2 separate regions of the Mustela erminea genome follow, and region 2 is linked to region 1. Evidence: chromatin contacts called from public Hi-C data. All regions are on one chromosome and are shown on one strand. Each heading gives the region's core, a stretch centred on a gene start, on an enhancer-like site or on the middle of the called end of the contact. The rest is flanking DNA. Distances are from core to core; before and after follow the strand shown. Region 1 holds the start of LOC116569631 (retinitis pigmentosa 9 protein homolog). Region 2 holds the start of AVL9 (late secretory pathway protein AVL9 homolog).

Region 1 (5,851 bases), core at 1,662-4,161:
TTACAGTTCTCACACATGAGAAGTGAAGATACTCAATAACTCAGTCTGTGAATGGTGAAGTTCTTGGTCCCAGCTTGTGTGCAAGTCCCTGCTACTGGTGTGATTCCATATATCTGAGCACTTTTTGTCTATGTTTGAGGTGAGCTTTCCTGGGTCCTGATAGTATCAGGGCCCATGGAGTTTCCTGAGCAAGAACCCACTCACTAATGGTCATAGGCCTCAGGCACCCAAGCTTGGCCAGCTGCCAAAGCCACCCCAGGAGGGAAGGAAGCATTCCAGTCATTTGGTTGGTGTGAGCGACTCAGATTTATCTCTGGTATGCGCTAGGGAGTCGTCTGAACTCTGGGGAGAGCCAGAAGATGTAAGGTTATAAAGGTGAAGGAAAGAGCTAATAAAAATTTCAAAAACATTCATTTATTCATTCATCAAACACTGAATTAGACCTGCTGTGTGAATGTGTTCTGAGTCTGGAGGAGAAACCTGTCTCTGCCTTTGTGGAGCTTACATAAGAAAAATGTTGAACTGACAATTACCCATATCTTAAAATTTCAGTTATGATCAGTTCTATGGAGATGTATAGGGGTACTTATTCTAGTGGTGGCCCACGAAGCCTTCCATGGGGAAGGGAAATATCAGCTGAGTAGAAGCTGGTGGAGCAAAGGAAAATATCCCAAGAGGCAGAGTAGCCTGTGGAAAAGGGGCTTCATGTACAGAAGAAATTGAGAGAGAAGGCAAGTGTGGGGCTGAAGCCTGGGGAGCAAGGAGAAGAGTGATGAAATGAGGCCGGAGAGGCAGACCGGACAAGACTTTCCAGATCTTGTAGACCTTGTGAAGTACTGGATCTTATAGTAAGTGTGGTAGGAAGGTAATGAAGAAAATAAAGTTGGAAGAAGTCATTATCATACTGGAATTTTAAACATTTCTCTAGCTACCACATGGTCCCATACTATGTGATGCCACACATATTCTGCAGCTATTGATGTGCCAAATATGCCTTTTTGACATTCATTCATTCTAGAAATATTGATTTGGACTGATAAATGCTATGTTCATGTTGTTCAAATTTGGGGTCAAGAGTCATTAGAGGATTGTGAAATCCACTCAGGGAATTGGCAGCAATATCATAAACCATGAAATAAAAAAGGAAAGAATAGAAAGTAGAAGTATCAGAGGGCATCACATGTAAATAAGTTAGGTATTATCTTTCCAAATTAATTTTGCCCTATGAGTTAAAGCAAAAAATAATTGAGATCTGTGTTGTGAATATTTAATGATCCAACATGCTTCATATAGTGTCTGGTACATATATTTATTGTGTACCTGGCTCAATAAATTATTGGCCTTGGTAACAGGTATAGTCCTTTATGTCTCTAATATGCATGAGGTTTAGTATAGTCCTTTATGTCTCTAATATGCATGAGGTTTAAAAAAAATAACATCTGTTGGGTGGGCAGTTCTGCTTTGGGGTTACTTGATGGATCTCTGCAGTTAGTTAACTCTGCTGGGTTTGGTTGGTCTAAAATGACCTTATTCATGTATCTAGAGGAGCAGTGGAGATGACCTGACATGTTTCTCCTCATTCAGCAAGCTTCTACAGGTCAGTCACATAGAAGTGGTTGCAGTATCTTCAAGAGAAGCATGTGAGAGAGAAGCACTTTTTGAAGCTTCGCTTTCATTATATTTACTAATGTTTCATTGACCAAAGCAAGTTAAATTTAGATGTAAGGGTAGAGCTACAAAGTCACATTGTAAAGAAATGGCCACACAAAGATGGAAAAAAACTACAGCTATTTTTTTTTTAAACTCTTGCACTCATTAGGAGGAATTATGGCACCCAGTTGTTGAAAATAAGCTTTTTATGCCAGAAATGATAAGTTACCTGAGGTTTCCCAGCAAATAGTATTCTTCACACTGTCCCATGCTGTCACTGAAATAGAATGAATTTGGATATCAACCCTTCCTCCTGTCACAAGGAATATGTTTTTTTAAAATGAAGTAGTTACATATCTTGGTGGGTTGAAATATAAATTGGTAGTTCAAGATAATTTTTTCTTTTTCCTTCTCTCTCTCTCTCTTTTTTTTTTAGTAGGCTCCATGTCCAGCATCGAGGCCAATATAGGACTTGAACTCATTCATTATACTCAGATCAAGACCTGAGCTTAGATACAGTCAGCTGCTTAACCAACTGAGCCACCCACGCACCCTCAAGGTAATTTTCACACAGTATTTTATTATATGATTTAAAAAAATCTTTTATTCTAGGGGCACCCCTTTGGTTTTGAAAACAAAGATGAAAAAAAAATTAAAAAAAAAACTGGCATTATTATTATGTTCAATTATAAAATCGAACATTTACCTACCTATATGCCAGATAATCCACTCTAAGGTCTATGCTCAAGAGAGACTGCACAAGGGATCAGGAGACATGTATAAAAACCTCAGAGCAGCACTTTTTCTCCTAGGAAAAGATAAGCACCTGGAAATTGTTCAAATGCTCCACCGCCTCCACGATGTTGGTCTTCCGCCCCTGTCTTCCTCTTCAAGGTGAATGTGTCCTGGGCCAGCACTACCCAGCCACCGGGCCTCGCACACTGGCTCTCGCTCCTGCCACCTGGCCACCGCCGCCTGGTCCATACCTTTGCCTCCTTGGCCTCCGAGCGGGAAAAGTAACTGTTTCTGGAGGATGGGAAGCGCGAGCCCGCGGAGGAGCGCGGACGCTCCGCCCCTCCTGAGCGAGCCTCGCCCCCGCGCGAAGCCCCACCCCGCGCGCTGACACGCGGGACGGGGATGGCGTGGGGGGGCGTGTTCTGCGTCCACAGCGGAGGCGGGAATCTGGTCTTCCTGGGACCCTATTTCTGAGGAACTGTCCAAGGACGGGAAAGGGAATGGTATTCATTATCTCTGTGCTAATGAGGACCAGGGAATGGTTCACTCCAGCCCTCTCCTTTAGAAATCTGATCCCGACCGGACCGAAGCAGGAAAAGTCTTCTGCCTTCCACCCTCTCAGCCGCTCTGGACTACAATCCCCAGAAGGCGTCGGAGCTCGGAGGACTGACTTGCGCAGCGGCGTTCGTTGTAAAGTGCTATGACAACAGGGCGAAGACGGCTTGGAGTTAGGCGGGAGTGGGGAGTTGTCTCTTCCGCCGTTGCTGTCCTCTGTCTGCTACATCCCACTGATTGCCTCCCTCACCATTTCCTCCTCTTTGTGAGAAGCAGGACTTGCCGTTGTTGTGGCCTGCGTGGTCTCTTCCAAGGGATTGATGCCGTTTTCCCTGCGTGTCTACGGGGTTGACACAGAAAGGATGCAGGTTTACTCCTTGTGGGTGTCGCTCCAACTTTGTGGGGTTGGTGGTGCTCCCTGGTGAGGCTCTTTCTCTCCGTCTGGGACGTGGAACAAGTTGGAGCAGGGGAACGACAGGGAGTAGTGAAGCGAGGGTTTGCTTTGCTCTGCACCCTCCATTCTTGCTCTCGTCGTTTCAGCCCTGGGACCCTGGCAGGCGTTCTTCAAGGGAAATCTCCGGAGAGTTCGAGGAAAGGTGGGGCAGGACCCACCGGATTGAGCATCAGGTAAGAGTATGTCCGAAATTAAACACTGGGAGCGTAAATGCCCTTTCTGTGTTTTGTTTTGTGGGCAAGATCGATCCGCTGATGCCACGGAATGGTTTGGGGGGATATATTGGATGATATGTTTCTTAGGAATGATGTCTGCATTAAAAATAAAAACGCAACTAGGAGCACAAAGTGTGAAAATCTTGTGAACATTTTTGAGAAAGGCTGATAAATTTTTTTCAAGATTCCATTCAGGAATGTCACGTGGTGCACTAGCATCGTCTTCCCATGACACTTCAGTAGGTCTTGTGAGCCAATGGTCAAAGCAATTCTCAGCCTGTGACTGCAGTAGGATGCATGCGCTAATACCCTCTAATTCTTGTAATAGGATTATTGCTTCTCCTTCTTTCTCTATATTGCAGACCACAGCAGTTTAGATACACTGAGCTGATTTTTATCAGCACTTTCTTTCCCTAATTAAGTCCTACAATTGACTTCAATTTCCCGAGAAATTAATAGTTTTTGTTTTGTTTTTTTTTGCCACCTCACTTTTACTTTTACTTTAAACATGAAACCACGTCACACACCTACACAACTTGAAGATGCTAGGAGGAAAACTATAGGTCATAACTAAAGTTGTTAGAAATATGTAAAGAGAATAATTACAGGGATTTTTGTGTGTGTGTTCGTGTGTGAATAGACTAAATCCTTATTTAGAAGAACTTTAAAAACTTGAAAATAATTTATAAATTGAGTTTAAGGAATTTTTCATTTTGTGGAATTGTGTGTAGTTGCTCTTAAAGTACATCCACACACTTACATTTTTGGTACAAGTTCTTGGTGGAAACATTTATTGAAGGGGCAAAAATCCTATATCATAGTATATAGTAGTTGTTAATGTTACATGTTTTGATGTATCTAGCAAGTCTTATCCCTCAGAATAAAGACTTTCAAATATTTCTCAAAAATTATTGAAACAAAAAAAATTATTGAAATACATGATGTTATTATAAAACATCCCTGTCAATTATCATTTCAGTGAAAGTTTACTGTCATTTTAAATTTTTAAACATTTTAAAAAAGATTTTATTTATTTATTTGACAGGTAGAGATCATAAGTAGGCAGAGAGGCAGGCAGAGAGAGAGAGGAAGGGATGCAGGCTCCCCACTGAGCAGAGAGCCTGATGTGGTCCTCAATCCCAGGACCCTGAGATCATAACCTGAGCCGAAGCTAGAGGCTTAACCCACTGAGCTACCCAGGTGCCCCTGTCATTTTAAAAAAAATGTCCCGTTTAAATATTCAATCCAGAAGTTCAGACTGGCATGGTTCAGAGTACATTCCACCACCACCACTTCTATTACTACTACTAAGTTACTAATGGCATTTATTTGACACTTAGATTGAGTACATCCTATGGTTAAGCAGTTACATGTGTTAGGCTATTTATCTTACCACTCCCCAGAACAATTAGGAGATTAGAAGGTGAGGGACTTGTTTAAAGTCACTCTTCTGACAAATGGAATGGAAAAGGGAACCCAGATATGTTTTAACTCCCTCTCCTATGCTCTTTTATTGAAAATTTTAATACTAATTGCTTATAATATTGTGTTCAAAAGCAGCATTCTTGGGGCACCTGGGGCATCTGCCTTCTAATCCACATATTCTCTCTCTCTCTCTCTCTTTTTGAAAGGGAGAGAGAAGAGGAGGAGTAAAGGGGTGGGGAGAGAGAGAAAGAGAAAAAGAAATAATTTTAAGCAGTTTCTGTGCCCAGTGTGGAACCAAACTCGGGGTTCAGTGTCACAACCCTGAGATCATGACCTGAGCTCAAGTCAAGATTGGATACTTAACAGTCTGAGCAATCCAGGTGCCCCCAAATTTTCTTTCCATAGGATTCTTGGGGTAATCTTTGTTGCAGCAATTCTTCTAGTCATCCTTCTATGTTGTAGGACTAGGCCAATGGGGTGTTAAAACATCCATATCTTAAATGAAGACTAAATCTCACTAAATTTATTTTTAAAGATTTTATTAATTTTTTTGAGGAGAGAGAGATCACAAGTAGGCAGTGAGGCAGGCAGAGAGAGAGAGAGAGAGGGAAACAGGCTCTCCCCTGAATGGGGAGCCCAATGCAGGGCTCAATCCCAGGACCCTGAGATAATGACCAGAGCCCAAGGCAGAGGCTTAACCCACTGAGCCACCCAGGCACCCCTAAATCTCAGTAAACTTTGCTGTGAAAGATAATGTATGTAAGTAAGTATTAAAAACAAGGAAATGTTAAGTGTGGAAGAGTATTTCTGGAGTTTA
Region 2 (5,851 bases), core at 1,415-3,914, 310 kb before region 1:
GCTATCTCTTTCTCAAATAAATAAATAAAATGTTTTTAAAACAAAAACAATGTAAAGATTGTCATTCTAGACTGTTAAGTGACCAGCCTATATATTTAGAGATGGAAAATTTTCTGGAAATTCCCTTGTTTACTTTCTCTCCCAGTTTTCCTGATAACATACTTTTCAAGCATTTGAGCAACATAATAGTTATGAATAAGATTTAATCTTAGATGGAAGGTCTAGGATGCAAGGCATTACAGATTTTTATAGAGCTATAACAGAGGGGCACCTGGGTGGCTCAGTGGGTTAAAGCCTCGGCCTTCATCTCAGGTCATGATCTCAGGGTCCTGGGATCACGCCCCGCATCAGGTTCTCTGCTCAGTGGGGAGCCTGCTTCCCTTCCTCTCTGTCTGCTTGTGATCTCTTTCTGTCAAATGAATAAATAAAATATTTAAAAAAAAAAAAAAGAAAAGCTGTAACTGAGTTTCCTGCACAATGAATTAAGTAATTCAATGTAGATATAAAGTTCTTTTATAATTTTTTTTAAAGATTTTATTTATTTATCAGAGAGAGGGAGAAAGAGAGCACAGGCAGACAGAATGGCAGGCAGAGGCAGAGGGAGAAGCAGGCTCCCTGCCAAGCAAGGAGCCTGATGTGGGATTCGATCCCAGGACGCTGGGATCATGACCTGAGCCGAAGGCAGCTGCCCAACCAACTGAGCCACCCAGGCGTCCCGATATAAAATTCTTTTAGAGATTTTTACTTGACAGTGAAAGAGAGAGCACAAGCAGGGGGAGAGGGAGAAGCAAGTTCCCTGCTGAGCAGGGAGTGGGTGCTGGGCTAGATCCCAGGATTTTGGGATTAAGACCTGAGAAGAAGGCAGATACTTAACTGACTGAGCCACCCCAAAGCCCTACTCTTAAATCTTTAAAAAAAAAAAAAAAAAAAAAGACTGTTCTATTAGACTTTAATTTGGGGTATGCCAATTGTGGAAAATATTGAAGCAGGTGGAAAAGAACTGTAAGATATTCTGCATGCAGGGGTGGTGCCTGGGTGGCTCAGTGGGTTAAAGCCTCTGCTTTCTGCTCAGGTCATGGTCTCAGGGTCCTGGGATGGAGCCCCCCATTGGGCTCTTCTCAGTGGGGAGCCTGCTTCCTCCTCTCTCTCTGCCTGCCTCTCTGCCTAGTTGTGATCTCTGTCTGTCAAATAAATAAATAAAATCTTAAAAAAAAAAAAAAGATATTCTGCATGCAGGGAATACTATAATTTCACACGCAGTTCTGAACCAACACCAAGAATTCTCTAATATAGTAAGGAAATGGTAGAAACACCTTGAAAGGTTTCTACAGTATTTTTATTAGCATTAACACACTCCTGCTGAATCATAGAAGCTAAATTCATTTATAGGAAGCCTACTGGTTTTCTCAGCTATACTTCAATTAGAATGCAAGTCCTTAAATTACAAGGCCAGGAGTGTAAAATAACACCTGCTAAGGTTGTCTAAACTAAGAGGCAACTGGTAATGGTAAACTTCACAGCCAATTATTGCAGTAATCTCGAATTCTATTTGAAGCAAGCTCCTATCCTTTAGTCTTTAAAAATAAAGTTGTAGGGGAACCTGGGTGGCTCAGTGGGTTAAAGCCTCTGCCTTCGGCTCAGGTCATGGTCCCGGGGTTCTGGGATGGAGCCCCACGGGCTCTCTGCTTAGCAGGGAGCCGGCTTCCTCCTCTCTCTCTTCCTGCCTCTCTGCCTATTTGTGATTTGTCTGTCAAATAAATAAATAAATATTTTTTTAAAAAATGTAGTACAATCAGTTAGGACATTAGATATACTGGTGACAACAGACCACGTATATTTTTTACTGACCAGAGTACTAAAGCCAGAAAAAAGATAAAATGAAAAAAATATATATATATTTAAACTTCGGAATCAGAACAGTCATTTACAGGTCTCCTTGTAAACTTCCTTTATTGTCGAGGACATTTTACTGCAGCCCTTGAGACGCTTCCAGTCTCCTATACATAATACTTAAATAAGAAAAAAAAAAAAAATCCAGAACGAAGCAAAAGAAAAAAACCTGGAGAAGCAAGTAATTTAAAGGTTGAATACGCAGTTACAGAGCCCCATCAATATGACTCCCTGTTACCGAAGCCGGAGAGGCGAAGGAAATGAATGAAGAAATTGGATAAGAGAGTGAATAAGAAGAAAAGACGTTAAAAAAGGAGGAAAGCTAAAGAAAGTGGACGGAAGGGGAGGAGATTTTAAGGAGGAAAAAGAGAGGGCAAAGGGTTGAGAAAAGCGTGTTAAGGTCGCACGGAAAAGGGAGGAGACAGAGATGCCCTGTGGCCCCGCAGGTCCCGCCCCCGCCCAAGCGCTCCCCTCTCGGGCCCCGCCCCACACCCAGGCCCCGCCCCGTCAGTTTCCCTCCGGGGCCTGCCCCGCCCCTCGTCGCCGGCGGCGGCCGCCGCATCAGGTGACAGCCCGGAAGCAGCGGAAGCGGATGAGGATAGCGCGGCAGCGGCCCTGGAGGGCGGCACGGAGCTGCGGGAGCCTCGGCCTCCTCCGGGCCGCCTGGGCGGCCCTCATGCGGCGCCCTCGCTGACACCTGAAACCCGCCGCTCGCCGTCTTCCTGGGGACCGCGGGGTTCGCCGGGCCCGCCGCCCTTGGCGGTTGAAGTCGGCGGCTTGCGGGCCCGCGGCGGCCGCCCATGGAGAAGGCCGGGCGGGGAGGCGATGGCGCCCCCCGGGGGCCCGTACTGCACATCGTGGTGGTCGGCTTTCATCACAAGAAGGGCTGCCAGGTGAGGAGGGGGGTTCGAATCCGCCCCCGGCCGTTCGTGCGGTCGCGCGCAGCTGGTGCTCGCTCCCCTCAGCTCGGTTTGGTGCTGCCTTAAGCGCCCTCGGCCCTTCTGAACTTCACACCTGCTCCTCGCAGTCGGCGCACCTGAGGCGCATTCTCCACACTCCCTTCTTTCTCTGGCCCCCGACATTGTTTTGAGCAGCGGAGGAGTTCTGTGTTGGTATTGTTGGGTTGGTAGGTGTTCAGGCTCCTTGGTGGAGTGGGAGGATGAATCGAAGGTCAGCCCCACTCAGTTCCTCATTCATCTGAGCCTCCATTGACTTTCCGGGTGTCCACCTATAATGGGAGCCTTTACAAGATTCAGCACTTGGGCTTCGTTTTCAAGGTAATGAGCTCAGTGGGCTTCCACACAAATGTTTAGGGTTGGTTGAAGCACAGGCGGCGTCGTGGGAAAATCCACTTCCTTTGTTTATCTGTGGAAGCCCTAGAATCCGTCCTGTTTGGGTGGTGTATTGACTCCTCCCCCCCTTCCCACTGGGCCTTGGTTTTGCTATTTGATCTCGTCCAAATCTTGCCTTTTGGTGAGAAATTGACCTTTCCAGTTCAGTTGCGATAAGAGATGGTATATTTACCGGGCAGAGGAGTGTGCAAATACAAAGTCATTTTTATCACGCTTCTTCACTGAAATAGTGAACGGGAACAATGGGACGTTTGCAGTATATACATTGGAGGTAGAAGAACAAAACAGAAACGGAATTATTTCATGAGCCCAAACGCTGGAAGGCAATGATGTCATAATGTGCTAGCGAACAGGAAATTGAAATGTGTTAAAAATACTGACTGCCACTGCTAGGTAATGTAGCATTTCATTTCTTGCGTTTCACAGAAAACAAAACATTTTAGAAGATTTTTGCTGGCAAAATTTAAATTCGTTAGAGGATGGTAACAGGAAAGTGGAGTGAATAGATGTTTGTGATTGTATGTATTCTAACCGTTGCTTAACTTTGTAGTATGGTATTTTGTTCCTTGTCTCTCAGGGGAAAATGGCATAGAAAGACACCGAGGAGAAAGTGGCATTATTTAGTGCGGTGTTAAAAAAAATTCCAAGTAGCAGCAGTAGAGTATATGTTTTTAAAACATGGCCTTATATTTAGAAGAGAGTGGGTATTTGAGATTGTATCTTGGCATGCAAACACCATGTTCATTAGATTTTTAATACTTTTAAAATTTTTAATTTGATTAATGTAGTGTTATATTAGTTTTAGGTGTCCAATACAGTGATTTCCACAATTCTCTACATTACTCAGTGCTCACCAACATAGGTGTGTTCTTAATCCCCCTCACCTGTTTCACCCATCCCCCCACCCACATTCCCTCTGATAGCCACCAGTTTGTTTTCTGTAGGTAAGAGCCTGGGCTTTTGTTTTTTGTTTTTTGTTTTTTCTTCTTTGGGGTTTGATTATTTTTTTCCTTGTTTATTTCTTTTTGTTTCTTAAAGATGTTTCGTACTTTAAAACTTCACATCTTTGATCTTAATTATCATTTTATAACTCACTTTGGATATGGGTGAAGTAACTGAAACTTGGAGGAAGTAAATTGATCTTGCTGATGTCACACTGCAGAACAGTCCTGGAGTCAGATGTAGAATTGCTTCTGCCATCAGTGTGTTCATTCTGCTGAGCTGTATGGCATTTAGGAGTCTTTTAGGATAAAGAAGTAGGGGCCCACTTCCAAACCAAACTGGGACTTTTAAAAAAAAGAAGAAAGGGGCACTTGGGTGGCTGAGTTGGTTAAGCGACTGCCTTCAGCTCAGGTTATGATCCTGGAGTCCCAGGATCCAGTCCCAGTCCCAGAATCAAGTCCCAAATTGGGTTCACTGAAGGTCCCTGCTCAGCAGGGAGCTGGCTTCTCCCTCTGACCCTCCTGCCCCATGCTCTCTCTCTCTTTCTCATATAAATAAAATCTAAAAAACAGGAAGGAAATATTGGTAAGAGAGAGAATAAAATCTTTTATATTTTGCTGTCATCTAATTTCAGGATTATGTTTTATACAGTTTTATTGTCAATATATTGCTTATATTCCCAGAAAGAAAAATGATTTTAGGAAACAAATGTGGTGTTGCTTAGAGATTAAAGAAAACTGAACAACAGATTGTAAAATGAAGGAGGCACTTTCAGCTGAAGTAGCACTGCTGGACGCCATGGCATTTCACTGGATTTGTTAGGCTTTTGGTTTCAGCATTGAGGTAAAGACTGCTGGTTTTATTAAATGAACACTGTTCTGGGAATCGGGAGACCTGCATGATGTTCTGGCCTCACAGCTCCCATGACCTCGAGCAAGTCCAAATCGCTTAGTTTTGCTGTACCTCATTTTCCTCTACCAGATTTCTTCATGAGAATTTTAGAGCTGGCATGGGTCCCTAGAGTTCATTCTACTCTCATCTCCCTTCAATTTACAGATGAGTAAACTGAAACCCAAAAACGTTAAGCAACTTAAGAACACTTAGCTAGTTTGGTTCTGTCAGAAGAACCAGAACTGGACAATAGTTAAAGCAATAAAAACATTTTATTCAGGAGAGCTTTTTTAATAGGGGAAAAGAGACCTCAGTATAGAACTGGGACACCTGGGTGGCTCAGTCGGCTAAGTGTCTGCCTTCTGCTCAGGTCATGATTCTAGTAGACCCCTGAAATGGAGTCCCACACTGGGCTCTTAGCTCAACTCTGAATACGAGGAAAAGGAGATATTTATGGCCAAAGAGTAGAGTTGGAGGGTCAGTGGATGGGAAATTCCAGTATCAGGAGTAAAGGGTGTTTCTAGCTATACCTAGCTAAAAGGATTCATTCTAAAATTAGAGAATGCAGAGAACAAGGAAGCCCAAGTGAGGCCCTATTTAAGAAGAGAGTTCTGAGGAGCCTAAGGAAATTTGGGTTAAGGAGAGACTCAGCCATAACACTGAAACCCAGATGTCCCTAGTCTTTGTAATCAATTTTATCTCTTCTAATAGCACTTTTAGGTTGTAAGCGCTTAGTAGAAAGGAAAAAGGAAAAATATATGCTTGTATTTTTTTTT

Evidence for each region. Hi-C and Micro-C count contacts between places; a contact is called where the count stands out from the background.
Region 2: a contact with region 1 is called in a Hi-C map of fibroblasts, with 4 times the contacts expected there. The contact joins the promoter of AVL9 here to the promoter of LOC116569631 in region 1. A contact is called at or near these places in 2 of 3 Hi-C or Micro-C datasets (fibroblasts and spleen).

Annotation. Positions count from the first base shown.
Region 1 is chr11:43,661,661-43,667,511 of mMusErm1.Pri, reverse strand. LOC116569631 (retinitis pigmentosa 9 protein homolog) reads right to left here and starts at 2,911. Exons shown (of 9, transcript XR_004277110.1): 1 at 2,637-2,911; 2 at 1,880-1,927. BBS9 (protein PTHB1) reads left to right here and starts at 2,919. Exons shown (of 22, transcript XM_032305996.1): 1 at 2,919-3,567.
Region 2 is chr11:43,973,133-43,978,983 of mMusErm1.Pri, reverse strand. AVL9 (late secretory pathway protein AVL9 homolog) reads left to right here and starts at 2,664. Exons shown (of 16, transcript XM_032306004.1): 1 at 2,664-2,783. The coding sequence starts at 2,691.